5 separate regions of the Mus musculus genome follow, and all the other regions are linked to region 1. A link is a contact called in public promoter capture Hi-C data. All regions are on one chromosome and are shown on one strand. Each heading gives the region's core, a stretch centred on a gene start, on an enhancer-like site or on the middle of the called end of the contact. The rest is flanking DNA. Distances are from core to core; before and after follow the strand shown. Region 1 holds the start of Slc39a3 (solute carrier family 39 (zinc transporter), member 3). Region 2 holds the start of Rexo1 (REX1, RNA exonuclease 1). Region 3 holds the start of Mfsd12 (major facilitator superfamily domain containing 12). Region 4 holds the start of Tbxa2r (thromboxane A2 receptor). Region 5 overlaps Dot1l (DOT1-like, histone H3 methyltransferase (S. cerevisiae)).

Region 1 (2,793 bases), core at 119-2,618:
CAATAGAATACTATTTAACAATTAGAAAGGAGGACTGAACACAGCTCATCAGTTAAGAAGACTGACTGGCTGCTCTCACAGAGAATGCAGGTTTGTTTCACACATTGTAGCTCAGGACCACCTGTGACTCTGACCCAAGGTCATGCAACACTTTCCTCTGACCTCTTTGGGCACCAGAGACACACATGGCACTTAGACATGCAGGCAAAGCATTCATACACATAAAATCAAACCAAATAAATCTTTAAAAAAATAAGTTATTTACTTATTTAGATGGACAATGGTGGCGCATATTTTTTATTCTGAGCACTCTGGGAGGCAGAGGCAGGCATATCTCTGAGTTTGAGGCTAGCCTGGTCTACAGAGTGACTTCTAGGTCAGCCAGAAACCCTGTCTCAAAAACCAAATAAATAAGTGAAAATACGAGAAGCTCATGTCACATACATCAGGGTAGGCTCATGTGTTAGTGTGCTGTGCATGGCTCTTTTGATACAGTGTCTCATTCTGTAGGCCAGTCTTGGAAGACAGAGTACATGGATCTTCTGCCTCAGCCTCCAGAGTGTGCTGGGATGACAGACATACATCACCATGTGTAAAACTATAGTGTTCTGTAAAGCTTTGATCTGCAGTGAATGAAGCGTCTTTGTCATCTTTGTTGTCTAGCACAGTAAAAGCACGGTTTACACAGCATACATATTGTGTGAGGTGCTCTAGATATAGCAGGAGGCCAGGTATGGTGACTCACACCTACAATCCAAGCGCTCGGGAAGCTGATGCAGGAGGATTCTGAGCTTTCTGCATGCCACCCAGCCTGGGCTGCTCAGCAAGACCGTAGCTCAAACAAATGAATGTAAAAATAAGGCATACTGTGTAGTATCTGTAGGCTCTACTCAGGTGCCATGTCACTTCAGGAGACATTTCCTAGGCTGCAGGTATGGGTAGAATGATTACATTGTTAGTAACTGTAGTGATTGAGGGGCACAGTAGACCTCTTGAGCTTGAATTTATTCTGGCTATCAATAGATATTTGGTGGACGCCTGTATCTTCTTAAGCCGCGAGGAAAGACTTCAAGAATGTTCCATTCGCTGTAGGAAATCGCTTCCTGCCAAGCCTCCAGCCACACTCATTCAGTACCACGCGACCCTGGACAGCTCCGGGATGGAGGCCCTACTTCCGGAACTATGTTGCCAAGTAGTGTTTTCTATCGGAATCATTTGGTAGCTGCACTCATGTTTAGAAAGGAGAAAACTGCTTTCCGGAGCCAGTAGGCGTTGCAGAAGGATTGGCAGCAGCATCGACCAATGGACTATGAGTTCTGTCGAGTGGCACTGACAGTGTCCAATAGACGCTGATGTGGGCGGGGCGTAGGTAGCAGCTCGCAGCCCCGGGGGTCTCGGCTGGTCCGCTGCGGCGGGGTCCGGACCGCGGGGCAGTTGGCGGCAGGTGGCACTGGCTGGAGGCCTGAGGAGCTGTCAGAGGTACAAGAGGGGTCAGGGCGTGGCCTGGGCGTGGCGGGCTTGGGGCAGGGCGGAGCCGAGGGCCCTGGCCGACCGTGCCTGCCTGTTCACAGAGTCTTTGCTTCAGTGTGAGGCTGAGTGGAGCACACAGTAGGCGCACAATAAGTGATTAAGGAAAGACTGAGCTTGTCGCCCGCCAGCCCTGCCCCGACTGGCCCGATTTTGAGAGCACCCGAGGTATCCCTACCTGACCCTGTCTTCTAGCATCAATTGGGCGCCTGTTGTATGCACTTTGCCTTGTGTTCACAGCAGTGGAGGGAAGGACTTTAAGGGAGTTATTTTTGTTGTTAATTTTTTAAAAAATTATAGTAATTATGTCCTTTATAATATTCCTCTAGAATATTTTAATTTTAAAGTTTAACTTAATTTTAACCTTATTTATTTCATCCTAATTTTCTTTCGTATTTTATTTTCATTTTTTTTTTTGTTTTTGTTTTTGTTTTTGTTTTTTTTGTTTTTTGAGACAGGGTTTCTCTGTATAGCCCTGGCTGTCCTGGAACTCACTTTGTAGACCAGGCTGGCCTCGAACTCAGAAATCCGCCTGCCTCTGCCTCCCAAGTGCTGGGATTAAAGGCGTGCGCCACCACTGCCCGGCCTATTTTCATTTTTAAAATTTACTTTCCTTCTTTTTTTTTTCGACAAAATTTACTTTTCAAATTTATTTTATGTGTCTGTGTTTATGCACATGTGTGCAGTGCCCAAAGCGGCCAGAAGAGGGGAATAGATAGATCTTTCTAGGCTAGAATGGAACCTTGGTCATCTGCAAAAACAGCCAGTGCTCTCAACTGCTGAGAGTGTCTCTGCTGCTACTATCTTATCTTATTATTTCATTTCTTTATTTATATTTCTTTCCAAGTCAGGGTTTCTCTTTGTAAACCTGGCTGTCCTGGAACTCACTTTGTAGACCAGGCTGGCCTCGAACTCAGTAATCTGCCTGCCTCTGCCTCCCAAGTGCTGGGACTAAAGGCGTGCGCCACCACTGCCCGGCTGTATTTTCTTTTTAAATTTTGTTGTATTACTTTATTCTGAAGTAGGGTCTTCCTCACTGTCCAGGCTGGTCTCAAATGTGTAGCCGTTGTCCCGCCTCACCCTCCTGTGTACTAAGATGATAGTCACATCCCTTCAGACCGTGTATGTGCACACGTGAGGAGCCTAAACTTCCATATCAGTGTCTTCCTTGATCGCTCCCATAATTTAACATTTTACATATATGTGTGTTTTGCTTCTTTTCATGGCTGTGCACCTGTTGGGAACAAAATAAAGGGGGACCCTGGG
Region 2 (2,793 bases), core at 131-2,630, 480 kb after region 1:
TGAGCCTGGAGTGCAGAAGGAGAATCTTTTAAAATAAACACCAAATAAATTGATTAAAAATTTAAAAAGCAGGCGGCCATGGTGACTCAGGCCTGTAATCTTAGCATTTAGGAAAACTGTCAGAAGTCCAAGATCAGTCTAGGCTACAGTGCCAGACCCTGTCCAGACAAACAGAAAGAGGGGTTCTGGGGATGTTGCTCAGTGACTGGAGTAACTGTCTAGCAAGCACAAGGCTTTGCGTTTCATCTCCAGCACTGTGTAATGGGCAAGTCCATCCAGTCTGTGTTACATGAGACCTTACCTCAATCAAAAGCAAAACAGAAAAGCGGTTGGGGAGAGGGCTCAGTGGGTTAGAAAGCTGTGCACAGGTCTCAGGACCTGAGTTCTAATCCCCAGCACCCATTTAAAGCTGGGTATGACCAGGTGAGTGCCACCCTAGGCTTTGGGGTGGAGGCAAGCAGATGCTGGGAGCTTGCTAGCCAGCCTGCCCAGCTGAAGTACTTCAGTGAAGAAGCCTGTCTTAAAGGAAAGAAAATGGAAGACTAAACAAAGGGGTGGGAAGCTGTATGCTCCTCTAACCTCTGCATGCGGGTGCACAGTGTCGCCTCCCTCCAAACACCCCAGAACAAAGCAAAAACAAAAAAACAAAAAAACAAAAAAAAAAAAATCAAATATATTTCCAGAGTGTAGCTTAGTTGGAGTGCCCTTGTCTAGTGTATGTATCTAGGCACGGCAAAAAGAAAAAAGAAATGCCCCACTGATACCCCTCGTGGTTAGGTGACTATTTGAGCATCAATTAGGTAGGTTTCTCAGGATAGGCACCTCAGCCAATTAAGACCCTGGCTAGAGAGTTGGCTCAGTGGTGAAGAGCACTTACAGCAATTGGAGACTTGGGTTCGGTTCCCAGTACTCACATGACCGTTCATAACCATGAGTAGCTCCAATTTCTGGGTATCCAAAGCCCTTTTCTGACTTCAGCGAGAATCAGAAACACTCATGTTGCACATACATAGAATTAGAAAGTAAATCCTAAATCAAACAAAAACCCTGGCCGTGAAGCTCTCCTCGTCCTCCGGGGGGCGCACGACGGCCTTATATAGCCAAAGATTACAGCGGAGACTCGCGGTGCATTTCCAGCCAGGCGCACTCTGGACAGCCCAGGCTTCTCAGGGGCTTGAGGCTCAAGATTGCGAAGCTGCACCCGCGAAAGTCCGGTGCCGGAAGGTTCTCAGGACCAGAAGCATATAATCACGCGTTCTTTAAAGCTTCTCTTGTCCTAAGCTTCGGGTCTTCCGACGGCTACAGTTCCGCGGGAGACGACATTGTAAGCAGGCGCACTTCAGTCAGCCCTTCCCGGCGTCCCTAGCGACAGCGTCCCGGGGGCCTCTGGGGGCCTCGGGGCAAGATGGCGGCGTCGGCGGGGTCCGAAAAGCGCGAGCGGAAGCCTCCGGGGCGAGTGTGAGGAGGGGTCCCGGGGTCCCGGGTATCTCCGGGCCGGGGCCCCGCTGCGGAACGGACCATGCTACGTTCTACCGGCTTCTTCCGCTCCATCGACTGCCCATACTGGGCGGGAGCTCCCGGGGGGCCTTGCCGGCGGCCCTACTGCCACTTCCGGCACCGCGGAGCTCGGGGTCCCGGCGCTCCCGGTAGCGGCGGCGCAGCATCTCCTGCATCAGGTAAAGCCCATAGGACCGCCCTGGGTCCCACAGCCCGCCCGTGCTACATGTTTCCCTTGCTCAGCCAGACCGCGCACTGTCAGATTGCTGTCCCTCTCCTAGCTGCCATCGCGATGCTGTGCAAATGTCTAGACCTCTCTGGTCATTAAAGCATAAAGACGGTCACGACGGAGCGAGAGACCGTGCATCCCCGTCCCCAAGCTAGGGGACTTGGTGCAACTCCTCCGGTTCTTATTCTGTCCACCTTGTTCCGAACGATATATCATTCCCTCCCGTCACCACGCACGCCACCCTGTGCGCTTGTGGCATACCTTGTTTACGAACGCGACAGTTTCCTGGGATGAGTCCCCCCCCCCCCCCCACTGTCTCCAGTAGTTGGATGCACAAGGCCATAGGGGCACCTGCTGTTTGTCGAGCGGAAAACCCCCTTGCCTTGAACGGGTGTGGACTTTGAGCTTGGCAGGGAGCATGTCGCAATTAGTGTGATGACATTTTGAAGAAGGCCTCAGGGATCAGGCAGTGTGTAGGAAGTATTGTATTAGAGAAAAGACATTAAGGTTTTGTTATTTGTCTTTTGTTTGTTTTTACTGTTGTAGGCCAGGCTAGTTTTGGACCCAGGACCCTGAAGCTGCAACCTCCTAGGTTCTGGGATGGCCCTAACCGGACCCTTAGGATTCCAATTGCATTTAAAGAAGACATTGGAGAGCCTAGAGAGATGGCTCCGATTTAAGAGCACTTTCTGTTTTGGGCTGGGCCTGCTGCGTGCACACTTTTAGTCCCGTTTCTCTAGAGGCATTGCCGGGTGGACCTCTGAGTTTGAGTCCAGCCTGGTCTATATAGGAAGCCTTGTTCCAGAAATCCATAGCCAGTGAGTCCCTGTCTGAGGGGTGGGGGCCACGCTTGCTACTGTTGCAGAGGCCCTGGATTGGGTTACCAGCAGCCACATGGCTGGTTTGTAAACCCAGTTCCAAGGCACCAGCCATGTGTGGTGCAAATGCAATCACCCAGGCAAACTCTCATGTGGATGAAATTAAAAACAAAAACCTTTAAAAAGTGGCATGGCACCCAGGTATGGTGGTGCATGCCTTTAATTTCAGCATTTAGGAGGTAGAGGCAG
Region 3 (2,793 bases), core at 189-2,688, 320 kb before region 1:
TGGTCATCTCCAGATGCTTGGACTGGTCTCTCTGGGCCTCAGTTAACCCGAGAGTTCTGTCTAGTTCTGGGTTTCCTATGAGACTCAAAATGGTGCAAGATGTTAATCCCAGCACCCAGAAGGCCAGGGATCTGACTCGGAGGCCAGCCTGGGAACATCTCCTGTCTGTCCCACTGTGAAGGGACCCAGGCCTGTGCAAAGTCAGGCTGGCCTGGTATCTCCTGGCAAACATAAGCCCTTCTGAGTATTTCTTTCCATTTTTGGAGACTCAATGAAACAGTCATCCCCCTGCTTCAGCTTTTGAATATGGTGACAGGTGTGCAGGCTGTGCCTTGAAGCCCGGATTCTTCCTGGATCCTGAGAAACTAGAAATTCCAGCCCCTAGGCTGGCAGATGCCACTGGGCCACTGCTGTCTTGAAAAAATGTCATCTAGGGGCGGGGCTGGTTCTGCAACCCCTACCCCAGGCAAAGGGACGGAGCCTTCCAGGAATTCCCCAGGGAGGGGCTACAACCCCAGGGCCAACCTCTCCAACTGTCTACACCAAATGAGAGAGCTGCTGGGGACTACATGCTGGGCCACCCCAGACAGGAGCCACAGGCGAACAGAATGAAGTGGGTGGGCAGCAGGAGGAACACAGGACACAGGATGATAGTCAGGGAAGGGGACTGGGGGGGGGGGGGCAGAGCTGTAAGACTAAAGACAGGGTACAGAATCCTGAAAAGGTAGAGGGAACAGGACTGGCCCACGGATGGCAGTCAGCGGAGAGGATAGGATATAGCGGGAGAGAGAGGACAGACAGACACAAGAGTGACAAAAACGGGGAGATGAGACACTGGGGAGCAGAGGGTAAGAGGGACACAGGATGACAGTCAGAGGGGAGGACTTCCACAGGGCGACAACCACAGGAGAGGACGGACACAGGGCGGCATTCAGAGGGGAGGAATGACACAGGATGACAACCACAGGGGAAGACGGACACAGGACGACGGTTAGAGGGGAAGACGGACACAGGACGACAGTCAGGGCAGGGAAAGGCTCACCCGCTAGGTGCCAGGCCTTGCGGGGCCCACAGCGCACGCAGGAGGCGCGGTCCGCCTCGTAGCCCACGAGCGGCGTGCAGAGCCCGTCGGCCACTTGGCCCAGCAGCAGCAGCAGCCCCGCGCCCCGCGAGCTGTACCCGCGCACGGAGTGCAGGAATAGTAGCAGGTAGGTGAACCACATGCCGGCGCACAGGTCGTTGAGGAAGTGGCCGACCGCGAAGCTCAGCCGCGCGGCGAGGGACAGCGTCCGCGGCGGCCCCGGGCCTGCGTCGTCCGACGGAGGCGACATCGCGGCCGCAAACCCCACCGCCCCACACTGCCGCCCCGCGCTACCCGCGCGGCTACGCTGCCGCCGCTCCCGGGAGCCGCCTCAACAGGGCGGAGCCTCGGAGCAACGGCCACGCTCGCCAACCGGAGCCGCGCGTCTCGGCCCGGCGCCCAATCAGCAAGAGGAGGCGTGGCCTCTGTCCGACGCACTCCCGCGGCCCTAACGCCGCCCTCTGCGGCTCCGACTTTTATCATAGCAGTTCGTTTCTATTTTACTTTCTTCGTGTTTTAATTTGTTTGACTAAAGAAAAAAGTTTTGTTTCTTCTTGTAACAAAGGGTATCTTGTAGCGCAGGCTTTGACATTTCTGCTTAGCAAAAGACAACTTCGAACTCCCCATGGTTCTGGCTCCACCTCCACAGTGCTGGGAGTCACTGAATTTGTCCTTTCACAACCTGAAAGCTTTTTCTTTTGAGACAGGGTCTCATGTAGCCCAGGCCACCCTCAAGCTCAGAACGCAGCTGAGGATAACCTTAGACTTCTGATCCTTCTGCCTCCCTCTGGAACTCCATGGGTGCGGGGTTGCATCCACAAATCACGCCTTTAATATTCTGTTTTCAGTCAGGGTCCCACTAGCTATCCAGGCTAGCCCTGAAGTCCCTCTACAACCTAGGCCGTCCTTGAACTATCAATTCTCCAACCTTAGCCTCGAGGATTGATGGGATTTCGGGCCTGGCTTAGTGAAGGGCGCCCAGATGTCTGTCACTCACCCACACTCTGCCTTGGGCCCCAGCTAGCCTGCAGCTGGAGGCTGGTGCTCACTCCCGCGCGTGCTCCCTGCAGAAGGGGCCAGAATGAGAACACACCGGGGTGATCCCATAAACTTCCAGACATACATAGTGAGGCACTTACAGGACATATTAGTGCTAATTAATTATTAATTACAGAGAATAGCTGGGCAGAACATCAAAATACAGGCTAGTCTTTAATGAGGGCTGCTAGTGCCAGGAGCCCCACGTGGCAGACGCCTGTGTTTCACTCCTACTTACTGGGTGGTTTTGTGGAACACACTCAAAGAAAGGGGAAGTCAGGCCTCTGTTGGCCTGGTGACTCAGAGACACAGGTGCCGAACACCCCCACACAATTCCAGGCCCAGATCATGAGACACATGAGACAAGTGTCCTCCTATCCCCTCCTCCTGACATTTTATTCCTTTTTTCCCCCCAACTGACCTCAAGCTCAGCTCTGTAAACGAGGCTGGCTTTGAACTCCTGATTCTGCTGCCCCCACCTCCTGAGTACTGAATGGCAGGCCTGTGTCATAGCCGCTTGATGGTGGGGTTACCTGTCTGTATCACTGTACATCTTCCTCCGGGGCATTCAGAGACACGCAGGCTGGATCTGAACCCCTAAGTCCCAAATGGACTGGTCTTTCCTTTGCCTATGAGCAGTCTGTGCTCCCAGCAATGTGTGTGAGCCCGGTGTG
Region 4 (2,793 bases), core at 185-2,684, 290 kb before region 1:
CTTTGGAGCAGGGAGCTTTGGGCCTGGGAATTTCAAGGCTCAGGAATTCTGTTTGTCCTCATGCAGACTCTGTGTAGACCAGGCTGGCCTGGAACTCACTGAGCTCCATCTGCCTCCAGCTTCTGTTGGGGTGACAGGCACAGGCCACCACACCCCAGCTTTGGACACCAGGAAGCAGAAGGATTCTGGAACCCTCCCACCCTGAGTCCCTGGGATGTGGGATGGTCCTGCGTTCCTGAGCCATGTTCCCACCGTTGGGGGTGGAAGGCAGTGGTATTCTGTCTAGGATGGGGCCTCATCCTTGTATATGTGTGCCCTGGGACGCTAGAGCTCATTCCTTGAGGCCCAGGCTGGGTGGCTGAGTTCCAGCCTTGGTGGAATGTGGTGTGTGGCTGGGCTCTGCAGGCTAGGCCCCTCCTCCTTCTCCCAACTCCTCCATCTGCAACAAGCCTCCCCCACCAGGCCTCAGAGCAGCCTGGGCTCCCCACACCTCCATCACCCATAGCCACGCTACACAGCCTCAGTTTTCCCCGTGTAACGAATTTGCCTTCCCTGGTGACTTTCTGCTTATGAGCTCCTGAGGCTGAGCCTTGGCCGCAGCTGTGCCCAGTGGGCTGTTCTGCCAGCACCCCAAATACCCAGTGTGCATGCCCACAACCCCACAGACTCAGGTTCACCTTCACCGCATGCTGTTCCCCCCACTGCCTGCTTCCTGTTTGTGCCACAGTTCCAGGGTGCAGGTGTCATCCTGTGGCAGTGGGCTGGGGGAGGGGCCCCGAGGCCTGTTTTCTGGCATGTTGGATGGATGCCCCTCTCTGGGTAGGACATGTGCCATCGAGATGTGACCCAGGTTCTGAGCTGAGCCTATGTGAGTACAATCACCATGCCCAGCTCCAAGCCACACACTGTAGCTCCCAGCTCCATTCCATCCCACCCCCAACTTCATCACTGCCACAGCATCTTGGACTGGCCTCACCCAGACACAGGAAACCAGTGTACCCACGTACCACCAGGGAAACTGCACTTGCCCAGGCTAGACCACCGGAGTAAATGTCACACCACAGGATCCCCTTCAGGGAACTTTGGCACCTGGTTGCTATCATTCCCCCCTGTAGGCAGGCCACAGCAGGGTTGTTAGTGGATCTGGGTTCCCCAGGATCTATGCAGAGGCTTACCTGGGTACAGTGGTATAGTCACAGTAGGGAGGCAAGGGACTCACCTGTGCTGTTTGTACCTAGGTGTCCTCTGTGGTGTTCCAGGCCAGGCAGAGAGAGCAGGTAGGGGAGTTCCCTGGGGAAACCAAGTCACGTTGGTTGAGGGGAGGCCCCAACAGAAGCCCTGGGGCCGTGGGTACAGGGGAGCACTGGAGACCCTCAGGCGTCCAGGGCTGGAGGGATGGGACTGTGAGGCTGTTTCCCGTCCCGCCCTGTCTCCATCTGTCTTTCTGCCGACTCTCGTCAGCCCCACCCCCTGCGCTGGCGCTGGCCTCGCCTCTCAGCCGCTAGGGTGGGAACCAAGCAGGGCACAAGGGTGACAGAGTAGAGAGAGACATCAGTTGTTGAAAGGTCAGGGACCCAGAGGGAGGCCATGTGGGAAGAGCTGGGAGGCCAAATGGGGCTGGTCCTGACACAGCAGCAACTAACCTTCGCCAAGGCTGTCCAGGAGCCTTCCAGGGATATTGGGTCAGCAAGGCCAGCTCCAGCCTGACTGCAGGGACCAAGAGCTGGAGGGGAAGGAGAGGGCTGGGGTAGGGGAGGTGTAAGGTCGGAGACCAGGCTGTCCTCTAGAGATGGAGCAGTCTTGGGGAACCCTCCCCTGCAGACTCACTGCCTGAAGCCCTGACAGTTGCCCAGGATGACTGAGCCAGGCAGGGGTGTTAGTCCTGTGCCTAGTAGCTGGAGGAGGGGGGCCTGCGTGGAGGAGGTGACCTTGGGTCTCTTTGGCCCTGACAGGTCCTGGTGGGGATTGAGATGCCTGGCCTGGCTGTGACCTCAACCTCCCAGTTCCATAGTCTGCCCAGGGTCAGCCAGACTCTTGTCAGCAGCAGGAAGCCCCTTGCCTGCTGCACCACCCCCACCCTTCCTGCCTTCCCACCCATCCCAACACTAGGTCCTGACCCTGACTGGCCTCTACCCCCGTGAAGTTTGTAGTTCCTCTGATTTCCTAGCTGGGCCTGCCCTGTCTATCCATCCCATAAGCTAGGGACAGAAATGGACACAGATCATCCCACGTTTCTGATCTCAGGCTGCTGAGGCAAAACAAATGTCTTTACCTTCTCAACATTTGGCTAGGTATCAATACTGTGGGTGTAAGGGGTATGAAGATTGGGTTTTTTCGGGGGCTGGTGAGATGGCTCAGCCGGTAAAAGCACTGACTGCTCTTCTGAAGGTCCTGAGTTCAATTCCCAGCAACCACATGGTGGCTCATAACCACCCATAATGAGATCTGATGGCCTCTTCTGGTGCGTCTGAAGACAGCTACAGTGTACTTATTTATAATAATAAATAAATCTTAAAAGAAAAAAAAAAAAGCCGGGCGTGGTGGCACACACCTTTAACCCCAGCACTTGGGAGGCAGAGGCTGGTGAATTTCTGAATTCGAGGCCAGCCTGGTCTACAGAGTGAGTTCCAGGACAGCCAGGGCTACACAGAGAAACCCTGCCTAGGTGTCCTGGCAGGAATGTTTGGTGGTGAGGGTGAGGAGCTGTGGTGGGAAGAGGATCTGAGGCTGCTCTTGATGTGGATGGGTTGGGGTGGATGAAACAGAGAGGTGGTTGTATGTTCTTCCTCTGTC
Region 5 (2,793 bases), core at 175-2,674, 270 kb after region 1:
TGGGGCACTGGCCCACACTGACAACTCCAGCTCTCAGGAGGTGGAAAGATGCAGAGATGGACAATGTTACAAGTTCAAGCCAGCCAGGGCTATACAGTGAAACCTGTCTCCAAAAAAGAAAACGAAGTTGGAACATGTGAGACAGCCTAGTATAGCAATGACAGCAATGGCTACCTCTGCAAGAGTATTCAGGTTCTGTTCCCAGCACCCACAAAGAGGCTCACAACCAGCTATAGCTTCAGCTCCAGGGGATTCTTCTGGCCCCTGTGGGTACTGCCTGCATATGTTGTAGAGACAAACAAATGGGCAAACGTTCACACTCAAAGTAAAAATAAATGGAGCCGTTTAAAAAGGAGGCAAGCAGGCATAGTGCCTTGGATTGCTTGGGCAGTGGAGGCCCTGCCAATTTCTGGACTCCAGGCCACCATCAGCCAGGACCAGGTGCAGGGGTATCTGGCTTTTGGACAGGCCTGGGGCAGGACCCCTTAATTTCTTGGTTTCTTTGAGAAGACCCCTGTGTACTTTGACCGCCAAGTAGCAGAAGCACAGTTCTAGGGATGAGAGTGCTACTCCACACCCCCTATGTTCAGGGATACCCTAAATGCCCAGGAGGAGACTAATGCTGGGGACAGGATGCTCTGGAACACTAAGACACACAGACAGCTTCCTCCCCATGTGAGGGAGTCACACAATGCCACTTGATGCCCCAGCACTCTGGTGTGTTACAGTATGAACCTGGACTGGCCCCAATCATGTGTCTTACACCTTTCTTTCTCTCTTTTTTTTTTTTTTAAAGATTTATTTATTTATTATATGTAAGTATACTGTAGCTGTCTTCAGACACTCCAGAAGAGGGTGTCAGATCTTGTTACAGATGGTTGTGAGCCACCATGTGGTTGCTGGGATTTGAACTCCGGACCTTCAGAAGAGCAGTCGGGTGCTCTTACCCACTGAGCCATCTCACCAGCCCACCTTTCTTTCTCTTAAAAGGAACCCAGGACAGCTGCAGCCACAGAACAGAGCATGGCATCCCTGAACCGGGAAAAGCCAAAGCAGGGCGAGGTGTTGGCACACACAACTACAGTCCCAGCTACTTGGAATTTGGGTCATGCGAGCCCCAGGAGTTTGAGGTCACACCAGGTAAGGTAAGAAAGCCTACTCGACGACCAGAGGGGTGGAGGGTCCCACTGCAGGGTTCTGGGTGGGTTCCTCACATGAAAAAAGTCGTTTCCTGGGGTCCAGGAGCTTCACAGAGGAAGTGAGATAGAGGGCTGAAGTTAATTCCAACTCTATAAGGACACAGGCTCCTGCCTTGGGTCAGCAGTGAGCTCGAGTCCACTTACACCCAGTTGCTAGTCAGAGGGCAAGGGGCCCAGCCAGTGGACTGTAGGACTGTCCTGTCCCAGTGTCACTAAGGCTGGCAGGAATCCTTTCTAATAATCAGGTCATAGGTCAAGCAAAGCTTTTTTAGGCAGGCTCTGAGCAGGAGGTAGAGCCTGGGCTATTCTTTCTCAAAGAAAAACAAACCTGGCTCCAGGCAGCATTCCAGGGATGCCTTTGCTTCTCCGCCCACTCTGCACAGAAGGCCTACCTAGGTGGGGGCAAGGATTGGCCTCACCCAGCACCTATGGTGGCAAGGTGGAGGCCCATCAACATAGCGCTGGCAGGACCTGCTGTTAAAACGGCCAGTAGCTCTCTCACCAGCCCTGGTAATTTCCCACATATCAATTCAATGTGTACAGTGTAGGAGTTCCCAGTGATTGCCTCACTCCTCCAGCCAGATACACTCTTCTACCAAAAGAGCTTCCCGAAGGAAGCGTAGCAAGGGTGTAGGCAGCGGGGTAGGTGCAGCCCACAGCCTGCTCCATCCCTTCCTGCTCACCTTTTGGTGTCGTAGTCGATCAGGACATAGTTCTCCATGGCCAGCTTGAGATCTGGGATTTCCTCGCAGACCCACCTGAAATGGAACACAGAGGTGTTGCTGGCCTCAGCACGACGCTCTCTGGAGTGTGTGTGTGTGTGTGTGTGTGTGTGTGTGTGTGTGTGTGTGAATGTTACTGTGCAAGTTCATGAGGAGCTATTGAGAAATCACAGATTTTGAGGCCAAGGTCAGTGTTGGCACTTGGAAAAGAAATAAATTCATATATTATGGTAAAAAGCAAAATATTAGACAGGCTCAGTGGTACAAGCCAGCCAATCCAGCACATTGGGTGGGGCTGAGGCATAAAAATTTCTAATTCAAGGCCAGTCTGGGCTACATAATGGGACCTTTCCCCAAGATGGGGAGGGAGCTGGCAAGATGGCTCAGTGGGTAAAAGCAACTGTGGCACAGAACCAACAACCCAAGTTCAATCCTGTAGCCTACACAAGGAGGAGAAGCAATTTCACAAAGCTGCCCTCTGCCCCCACCATATGCTGTGGCATGTGTGTACCTGACAAATCAACCACACACAAACATAATTAAAAAAAAAAAAAAAAAAAACTCTGGGGGAGGGACCAGCTTGGGATATAACACCCCGCCCCACCCCGCCCCCAGACAGGATTTTTCTACACAGCCTTGACTGTCCTGAACTCACTATGTATACCAAGGGGCAAACCAGGCTGGCCTCAAAACTATAGTGATGCTCCTGCCTCTGCCTCACAAGTTCTGCTGGGTTCCACTCCAGCCAGATACACTCTTCCACCAAAAGAGCTTCCTGGAGGCTTAGACAGTTGGCAAGGGTGTGGGTGGGCCTTCTTAGGTTAGGTATGTATGTACTTGTAGATGCACAAGATGGGGTGACATGTGTACCA

What was found. Promoter capture Hi-C pulls out the DNA fragments that hold promoters and counts their contacts.
Region 2: a promoter capture Hi-C map of pre-B cells shows a contact between it and region 1, with 6 times the contacts expected there. The contact joins the promoter of Rexo1 here to the promoter of Slc39a3 in region 1. A contact is called at or near these places in 2 of 39 promoter capture datasets (liver and pre-B cells) and 2 of 484 Hi-C or Micro-C datasets (both in embryonic stem cells).
Region 3: a promoter capture Hi-C map of liver shows a contact between it and region 1. The contact joins the promoter of Mfsd12 here to the promoter of Slc39a3 in region 1. A contact is called at or near these places in 9 of 39 promoter capture datasets (cranial neural crest, embryonic stem cells, fetal liver and 5 more), 1 of 484 Hi-C or Micro-C datasets (embryonic stem cells), 1 of 115 datasets of contacts at active chromatin or transcription factors (effector CD8 T cells) and 1 of 9 other capture datasets (pancreatic islet).
Region 4: a promoter capture Hi-C map of liver shows a contact between it and region 1. The contact joins the promoter of Tbxa2r here to the promoter of Slc39a3 in region 1. A contact is called at or near these places in 3 of 39 promoter capture datasets (liver, neutrophils and pre-B cells) and 1 of 9 other capture datasets (adipose tissue).
Region 5: a contact with region 1 is called in a promoter capture Hi-C map of liver. The contact joins the enhancer-like site here to the promoter of Slc39a3 in region 1. A contact is called at or near these places in 18 of 39 promoter capture datasets (the 3T3-L1 cell line, the C10 cell line, cranial neural crest and 10 more), 1 of 484 Hi-C or Micro-C datasets (muscle stem cells), 4 of 115 datasets of contacts at active chromatin or transcription factors (bone marrow-derived macrophages, cardiomyocytes, embryonic hindbrain and 1 more) and 1 of 9 other capture datasets (adipose tissue).

The regions. Positions count from the first base shown.
Region 1 is chr10:81,035,890-81,038,682 of GRCm38.p6, reverse strand. It overlaps Slc39a3 (solute carrier family 39 (zinc transporter), member 3), which reads left to right and starts at 1,368. Exons shown (of 4, transcript NM_001358898.2): 1 at 1,368-1,479.
Region 2 is chr10:80,560,147-80,562,939 of GRCm38.p6, reverse strand. It overlaps Rexo1 (REX1, RNA exonuclease 1), which reads left to right and starts at 1,380. Exons shown (of 15, transcript NM_025852.3): 1 at 1,380-1,676. The coding sequence starts at 1,520.
Region 3 is chr10:81,356,136-81,358,928 of GRCm38.p6, reverse strand. Mfsd12 (major facilitator superfamily domain containing 12) reads right to left here and starts at 1,438. Exons shown (of 10, transcript NM_028657.4): 1 at 1,043-1,438. The coding sequence starts at 1,331.
Region 4 is chr10:81,327,344-81,330,136 of GRCm38.p6, reverse strand. Tbxa2r (thromboxane A2 receptor) reads right to left here and starts at 1,434. Exons shown (of 3, transcript NM_001277265.1): 1 at 1,220-1,434.
Region 5 is chr10:80,765,327-80,768,119 of GRCm38.p6, reverse strand. Dot1l (DOT1-like, histone H3 methyltransferase (S. cerevisiae)) reads right to left here. Exons shown (of 28, transcript NM_199322.2): 3 at 1,883-1,957. Among named protein-coding and RNA genes, the nearest start is that of Dot1l, 12 kb to the right of the region's middle. Within about 2 kb of position 1,424, at least 57 of the 459 cell types and tissues checked have an H3K27ac peak or open chromatin away from gene starts, as enhancers often do. A contact at or near this core is called in adipose tissue, embryonic stem cells, liver and 1 more, where this site is marked.